2 separate regions of the Mus musculus genome follow, and region 2 is linked to region 1. A link is a contact called in public HiChIP or PLAC-seq data. All regions are on one chromosome and are shown on one strand. The core of a region is the stretch at or near the end of the contact, and the rest is flanking DNA. Distances in the headings are between cores, read along the strand shown.

The links. HiChIP or PLAC-seq counts read pairs in DNA pulled down with a chosen protein or histone mark.
Region 2: an H3K27ac HiChIP or PLAC-seq map of embryonic stem cells shows a contact between it and region 1, with 5 read pairs. The contact joins two enhancer-like sites. A contact is called at or near these places in 2 of 115 datasets of contacts at active chromatin or transcription factors (both in embryonic stem cells).

What each region holds. Positions count from the first base shown.
Region 1 is chr15:52,966,661-52,970,630 of GRCm38.p6, forward strand. No RefSeq gene overlaps it. Among named protein-coding and RNA genes, the nearest start is that of Gm41323, 35 kb to the left of the region's middle. Within about 2 kb of position 1,506, at least 32 of the 459 cell types and tissues checked have an H3K27ac peak or open chromatin away from gene starts, as enhancers often do. A contact at or near this core is called in embryonic stem cells, where this site is marked.
Region 2 is chr15:53,309,037-53,312,876 of GRCm38.p6, forward strand. The region is part of intron 1 of Ext1 (exostosin glycosyltransferase 1); the gene reads right to left. Among named protein-coding and RNA genes, the nearest start is that of Ext1, 35 kb to the right of the region's middle. Within about 2 kb of position 2,120, at least 183 of the 459 cell types and tissues checked have an H3K27ac peak or open chromatin away from gene starts, as enhancers often do. A contact at or near this core is called in embryonic stem cells, where this site is marked.

The sequences.
Region 1 (3,970 bases), core at 256-2,755:
GTGCAAAAGAGTCAGACTTGAAGCCCACTGGCCAGCCAGTGTAAACCCCAGATTCAGTGATGAGCCGAGTCTCAAATGACAAGCTGAAGGAGAGAGGAAGACAGACACTCTCTGTAACTCCTGACCTCTACACACTCATGCAAGCATGGGCACATGCATCCACATGCACACACACACACACACAATCTCTCTTCTTCCCCTGTGACACTGACTGTAATTATCACCTGTTTGATCTTGACTAACCAGTAAGTCTGACACCTTGAGGGTTTGAGACAGGCCTGTTTGCTTCTGGGTTCTGTCTTCAGAAAGCCTAGACTAACTTGTGGCATTGGTATTTGTGTTAGTCGGCTTTGTATGACTGTCATAAAATACCTCAAAGAAACATTCTGAAAGAGACAAGATTGGGTTGGTTCACAGTTTCAGATGTTTGGGCCCATGCTCACACATCCCCCATCACAAAGAAAATAGGCATGTATATCCCATGCTTCTAGTGACCATGGTGTTCTTGGAAATTCTGTCTTAAAAGGGTTTTTTTTAAATGAGTTTTAGAACAGGAAACTGTACTCTTTTCGACCCTAGGAAGGAATATCAATGAGGAAATATTCCCCATATATTGTTTAGAGTTAAGCTTTTAAAACTTACAAGTAAAACATACAAAGAACCAAAAATACACGGTGATAATCTCTGGATATGAAAAGCTTAGTGTCTAACCCCAGCTCATGTGTAGTCTTCCTGTAAACTGTCCAAGTGGTTATTGGAAATACTACTCCCCCTCCAGCCTCCGTTACAACTTCAAGGTTTCTGTGTTCTCTGTGTTGGAATTCTCAGACCAAGGATCCCAAGGCTGAGGCTGTGATGGGTGATGACACTATTCTTGTTCATAACCTTCAGAGGAGAAAATATAATATGTCTGTGGCCAGGTTTTTCTGAGAGATACCAGGTGTGCAATTTGTAAGCAAATGACAATCGGCATGACTATTGATTGTTCTGACCAGCTAATTATGAGTTCGCCATTCCCCAAAGCCTTAAAATTTCTCCTGTATCCCACCCTGGACATCTCCCAGCCGATCTCATTTGTTTGCCTTCAACCCATCCCTAGAGAGAAACGTCTTCTCTCACCAGCTTTCCCTATGTCCTTCTCCAGCTTGCCAGTTTCTTAATAGCTGTCACCAGATATCAAAGGGGCTTTAGCTTATTGCATAATCAGCTCTTCCTCTGAGACCCACCCCGCCTCCCATCATTACCTCAGGGTGTTGGAACTTTGCTGGGAGCTGCTGACAGATCTTTAAAGATCCCAGCTGTTTCTGAGTCCTAACGACCTCTTTCAGCTGGTCTCCTCAGAACAGCTGCAAAAGCTTCAGCTAGGAAGGGTGGAGACACCGTTTAGCATGATAACAAATCAGTAGGGAGTGGTCAGTTTCCCAAGAAAAGCTGTTAGGTGGTGGTGGTGGTAGCCGCCCCAGCAACACCCTCAGCCCCCACCCTCCCTTAGAGAGGCAAATTTATGCTACCTCTGTGTGAAAACTCTTCTTTGCCAAAAGAAAGAAATCAAGAGTCATAGCCCCACCCTTGCTGCCAGAAGAGCTGGAAAAGTTTCTTGCTGTCTCCAAGGTTCACAAAACGATCTGTCAATAGAAGCAAAAAGATTATCCTGCACACATAATGTGAAATACGCACTCATTTGCACCAAATTAAACATGTGGAAGAAACACTGATAGCTGACATCTAGTTACATTCAGGGTGTTGGGAAAAGTGTTTTCTTGTGTATTTTCATAGCAAGCAATGTATAGTGGAGGGAGCCAAGGCTCCAAGAGATTGGATAATTTGTTTAATGCTTCATAATTCAAAGGCAGTGGAGCTAGAGTTTGACCTGCTTAAAAAGTAGAGTCTAGTACGGTACCGGACACCTTTCCTTACGTATTTTCAAAGCAGCTCACACTGCCCTGCCAGTAGTAGATTGAATGGGTTCCTTTTTAATGAAGCCCTATCATTCCTATCATTTTAAAATAATATTTTTGTTAATTGTTTGAGAATTTCATAAACATTTGTATCGTATTCACCAACTACACTTAAATTTGCCCCACCTCTCTAGACATCCAAGTTTGGGTTTGCTCTTTTTTAACCCATGAAGTTCAGTTGTACTGCCCAGTTACTCTTGGGTGTAAGGCTACCCCTGATGTACAGTCTTCTTACTATGGCTCATACCCATAAACCAATCCAGCTCTTCCTCTCCTGGAAGCTATTAATTGCCAATAACTCCTTATCCAGGGATGGGAGTCTATACCCATTTTTCCCTTCCCATGATGATGAGATTGTATTTTTATCTTGAGCATATGCAGGTCATTTTATGCTGTCACAGCTGCTGTGAGTTCATATACACAACTGCTCTGTTGAGTCCTTATTGTTACTTCTTACAATTTTTCTTACTCCTTTCTCATGGTGGTCCCTGGGCCTTTGGGGAAAGGGTATAATATAAACATACTATTCAGGGCTGAGCATACTATAGTCTTTTATTCGCTGCTCACTGGCCAGTAGAATGGCTTTGTATTCATTGCCTTCTACTGTAAGAAGATTCTCTAGTGACTAGAGTTGAGAGATCTACTAACTTATGAGTATAGTGATAACTTAGTATGAGTTGGTTTAATATTCTGTTCATTTAGCATCATAATAGTAACAGATTCTCCTCTAGAGCCTATAACCTATCTAGCCACAGGTTCTTGATCCTAGTAACAATGTCAGATATGGGTTCTATCTGTGCAGTGGGCCTAAATCCATCCCCTTCCCCACAAAGAATTTGGTTACTTCCATAGCATTACTGCCATTATTCTACCAGCAGGCAGGTCTTATCAGGATAGTCATTATTGTAGTTCACAGGGTTCACAGCTAAGTAAGACAAGACTAGAGATTGCTTTTCTACTCCAGTGATAGTCATAGCACCTTTGGGAGCTACAAAAGTGACACAGCATGGACGCATCATTCAGTTTAATACTGACTTGATTTTTCCATGTCCTATGGAAAACGTAGTGTCTTTACTAAAGTATGTAGTGTCTTCAGCAATAGGATAACAAAAAGTTCTAGAAGGTGACCAAGAGAAATAGCAATACCCTGTTTACCCTGTATGTGAAGTCTATGGTACTTGTTGGCTAACAAGTCCAAAAATGGTAATTCATTCCTGGTATTGAACTTTTTATTTGTTAGCCTGTCGTGTCTAATAGGGACATTGTCCACTCGTTGGAGGATAATTTTATCCAAATACTTAACTATAGCACTTTCTTTTCCTAAAATATCTTTTATTCCTAATCACTTTATTAAGATAACTTCTTATAGCTTTTCAATGTATATCTTTATACTCACGTATAATAATAAAAAAAAAAAACACTACAAGAAATCCCTTCTTCCACATCCAATGAATCCAAGAAATCAATTATTTCTTCTAATTTATTTATTTATTCATTTATCAAGACAGGGTCTCAATATCAAGCTCTGGCTGTTCTAAAATTCAATATATAGACCAGGCTGGCATTGAACTCACACACATTAGCCAACCTCCAGCTTTTGAGTGCTGGCATTAAAGGTGTGTGATACCACACCCAGCTATTCTTATTCTACATCCTTAAATGCCACTGTTGTGCTTTTGTGGCATAATTCTTTATGTATAAAAGCTTTTAATTACTCTCTTGATCATGGGAGGTAAGAAAAGTGTGTAACCGGAGAGATAGCTCATTCGTTAGGAGCACTGGTTGTTCCTCCAGAGGTAATTCCCAGCATCCACATGGCAAATTACAACCAGGTAAAACTGTAGTCCTGTTAGCTTCAATGCACTTTTTTGGCACACAGCTGCACATGAAGAGAAAACACTCATAGATAAAATCAATAAATCTTTTTTTAAAGTAAGTATGTTGACCTTCTCATTTTCAAGGCCTTAGAGAACATTGCCACAATATTTCTGCTAGTTCCCAAGAGTTTTATA
Region 2 (3,840 bases), core at 870-3,369, 340 kb after region 1:
TTCAGGATTTTTAAATATACATATGTAAATATTCCACCCAATAGGCCAAAGAACCAATTCATACAATAATCCTTGTAGAAATTAATGAAGAGATTCTAGTTGATTTAAGTATGCCATGGACTGTGACGTAAGTTTACATACACATCAGCTAGCTAATTGAATTTTAGGTCTCTTAGGGAGACTTAAATGAGGTAGGAGAGCATCAAAGATAAGGGAGCACTTACAAAGAGCTAGAGGGTTAACTCAGCCTGCTCCATCCACAGCATAGAACATCCACACCCATGTCAAGCCAGGTATGGCGCCCCGCACTTAGAACCTTGTACTGGAGAGGCAGAGACAGGAGATCCCTGGGGCTCACTAGGATCTAGTCATACTGCCTCAAAAAGCAAAAGGAACCTAGTGGCGGAGGCTCTCAGGAGGCAGAGACAGGCAGATTTCGGAGTGTGAGGCCAAACCAGTTGGTCTTCAGAGTTCCAAGAGAAGGGCTACACAGAAAAACTCCCGTCTTGAAAAACTAAAAAACAATGACCAAGGTAAATGGTTTCTTAGGAACAAAATCGGAAGCTAACTTACAACGTCCTTATGCACGTGTGCTCACACACACACACACACACACACACACACACACACACAGAGGAATTCAGGGAAACGTAACCAGAAATGCTTTCCTCAGTGTTCACCCTGAACGACGCCTCCCTGACAAGATCTCACCTGTGCTCCCATTCTGTGCTTTCAATGGCCCTTCCTGTACCTAAGGCTAGTGGCTTACCTCACCCAGTAGGGTTTTTCCACTGTACCCTTATATGAAGGTAAACACAAGCCCTACAAGAACCTATGGTCAGAATAACACAGGAGGTGCCTACAGAATTTGTTTCTCAACTTGCAAAATGTTTGTAACGTTTCTCTGTAAAAACACATACATACACATATACTTGGCCTTTCCAAAACAAACAAACAGGACTTCCACACATGTCTGCTTCTGCTACCCAATTTAAAACATTTCCGTTTCACCAAGAAGACAGTGAAGTGAAGCGCTAGCTTAGAAGCTACAATGACAAGACAGGAGACGGGTTAGGCCTAGTCCACCCTTCTGAGTCGGGAAGAGAGAGCAGGAGGGACGGCTGTCAGTGAAAACTGCACCAAGGAGAAAGAGGACTTGGTTCAACAAAACAAAGCATAGCATCGTGCCGGCTGTCCAAGCATGACCACCTCAATTTGTAGGCCCAGCACCTACTTATTAAAACCTCCTGTAATCCCAGAGCTAGAGAGGAGAAAAGAGCAGAATATCAACAACCAACTGGGCAGAATCCGTTGACTCCAGGTTCAACTGGAGTTGTTGACTCTCAAGCAGTACAGTCAACAGCAATTTCAGAGGCCCAGTTTTGACCAAGGGCTTCCACGTTAGCACATGCACTTGTGCACGGGAACATGTGCGGTCATAAGTAATGCACAAGCGAAATAAATAAAATTGGATCAGACTGAAGAATTTCAGAAAAAAATGGCTTAAAAACTGTATAATGTATGGCTAACGTTTATTAAGCAATTACTATATCCAAGAGCGGTATCAAACATGAGTCTTTCCATGTTTAATCTTTGAAAGACTTCTGAGGTGGGCAAGCCCAGGCATGTATGATTCTTTGGCAGCAGACAAGGTTCTAAGCTGGACCCTTTCTTCTCCGCTAACCCTTGAGCTCTCCTCCTTGAGCCCCCTCTCCCAGCCTCACCTTTTCCCACACAAGGGTAGACAAAGCACACAGGAATAAAAAGAAATTCAGAATGGGGGTTGGGCACTGAGAGAAGGTCTCAGCATGAGAGGGAGAAATTCCTTAAATAAAAGCTAGGATGAGGGACTCGGGGGAAGAAGGTTGGGGCGTAATCTACCAATAGCGAAAGTGCGTCTCTCTACGATAATCACAAAAGTTCAGGGGTTGCTCCAGACACGGTAAATCTTTGAGCGTCTTCAAAAGTCATTTTCTGTCGCAGACATTCGCCCTCTTCCCTGTTACAAAGAGAAAGGAGGCAGCGACCCATGAAGTGTCAGGAATGCATCCGAGGGAGCCCCAGCTAAGTCTCGGGGAGGCCTTTGTGCTGCTGTGAAGTTCAAAGGAATTGAGCGGCTGAGGAGTTGGAGGCAGAGCACAACTGGGAGGAGCACTCAGCGACCGAGAGAGGCTGAGCCCGGTGCCAGACCTCGCAGCGGACCTCAAAGCGTGCACTGCACCCACCCACCCACCGTCCAGCTGCTGGGGAGTCCTGGGAGAGCGGGAGGAGGGGGCATGAGCAGGGGTGGGGGTAGGGGGCAGGCGAGATTCCCTCCAGACTCCTTCGGAACTCAGTAAGCCCAGCGTTGTTCAGGGATCCCTCCAGAGGGTGAGGGGCCAAGATATTTACATTGCTCCAAAAGGAAGGGGGAGGGGGACCCACGGCTGCGAGGCTGGGAAAGAAAGCAAAAGAAAACAAACTGTCCTGGCCATTAAATATTCATGACAGCAGCCTTGCTAAGTTCTAATGGAAAGAAAGCACATAAATCCCTTTATAACTGTGTTAAATGGAAGGAAAAAAAAATGGCCGAGGGTCACAGCACAGGGCCAACTGGAAATGGATGAAACTGTAGCTCCAGAGGACCTCGAGCTCAAGAAGGCTGGCTGCCGGGGTTCTAATAAGTATTTAGTAGGTGTGGACGCTGGTGCCATTCATTCCTCCCTTCCACAATAAACCACAGCTCAAAGGGTGGGTTTTCAATTACCCTACACTCCTTGAGGGGCATTTCGTCTCTCGAAAGCACATTCCCTCAACTGGAGGGTCCTGGGTCTGTGTGGCGGAGGTTGCCGTTTTGAATCTTGCTGTACTTGGTTTAAGTCTTGAAACCATCCTGATGAAGAAAATGAAGATCCAATAATCTAATCAACGACAGATTTCCCAGTGATGCGCAAGGGAATCTTCAGCATGCAGGCTGGGGGGCTGCAGAGACCAGGCTAAGCCCAGTGAAGGAAGGATAAATAAAGGAAGCTAGCCCTAACTCATTCCAGGCCTCCTACCTTCAGAATGTGTGCAATATCCGCTACTCACACGCCAGCCTTCCGAAAGGCTGGTGGACCGTCCTAAAGAAGCAACAGGAAGGACAGGCCATGTAGCCCCGTACACTAAACCGTGTTACTAAGAACTCAGATTGCTCCTTACTTATAGGGAACAAGTAAGCTTTTGAAAGCCGAGTTGATACTTGCACAGCAGGCGGCAAATGTTCTACCTTTCTTGGTGGTTTTGGGTTTTATTAATGTAGTTTTACATCGTTTATGGGGAGGAGAGAACAAGAACACACGGTTATGCTTCAGACTGCGGCTTAGATTTATCCGTTCCCCGCTAGCATGGCTCAGGGCAGACACACATAACCCTGAAATAAACATGACACAATCCCAAAAGGTCCTTGAAGGAAAGTCAGAAGCCCTTAACACAGAGCTCCGCGACCTCAAAGGCCACAAAACCCAAACTGGGCTACTTTAGAAGTAAACACGGGGCCTGCAGGGTAGAGCGCTTGTTGTACAGGCATGAGGACCAACTCTCCAGCACCCGCGGAAAAGCAGGCGGTGGTGACGGGTCCGATGGGGGGGGGGGGGCGGCAGGATGGGGAGACTAGCAAGCGGAAGTACATAATTTCAGGACTCACAGAAAGCTGGTTCTTGCCTAAGTGGAGGGTTTCAGGTTCAGTAAAGACCTTGTCTCCAAACACTAAGAAGGATGACAGAGGAGGACACTCAGTGTGGACCTCTGGCCTCCTCGTGCACATGCAGAGGTGGCATGGGAACAAGCCCTGGTGCCCACATACTGTGCATATACTACACA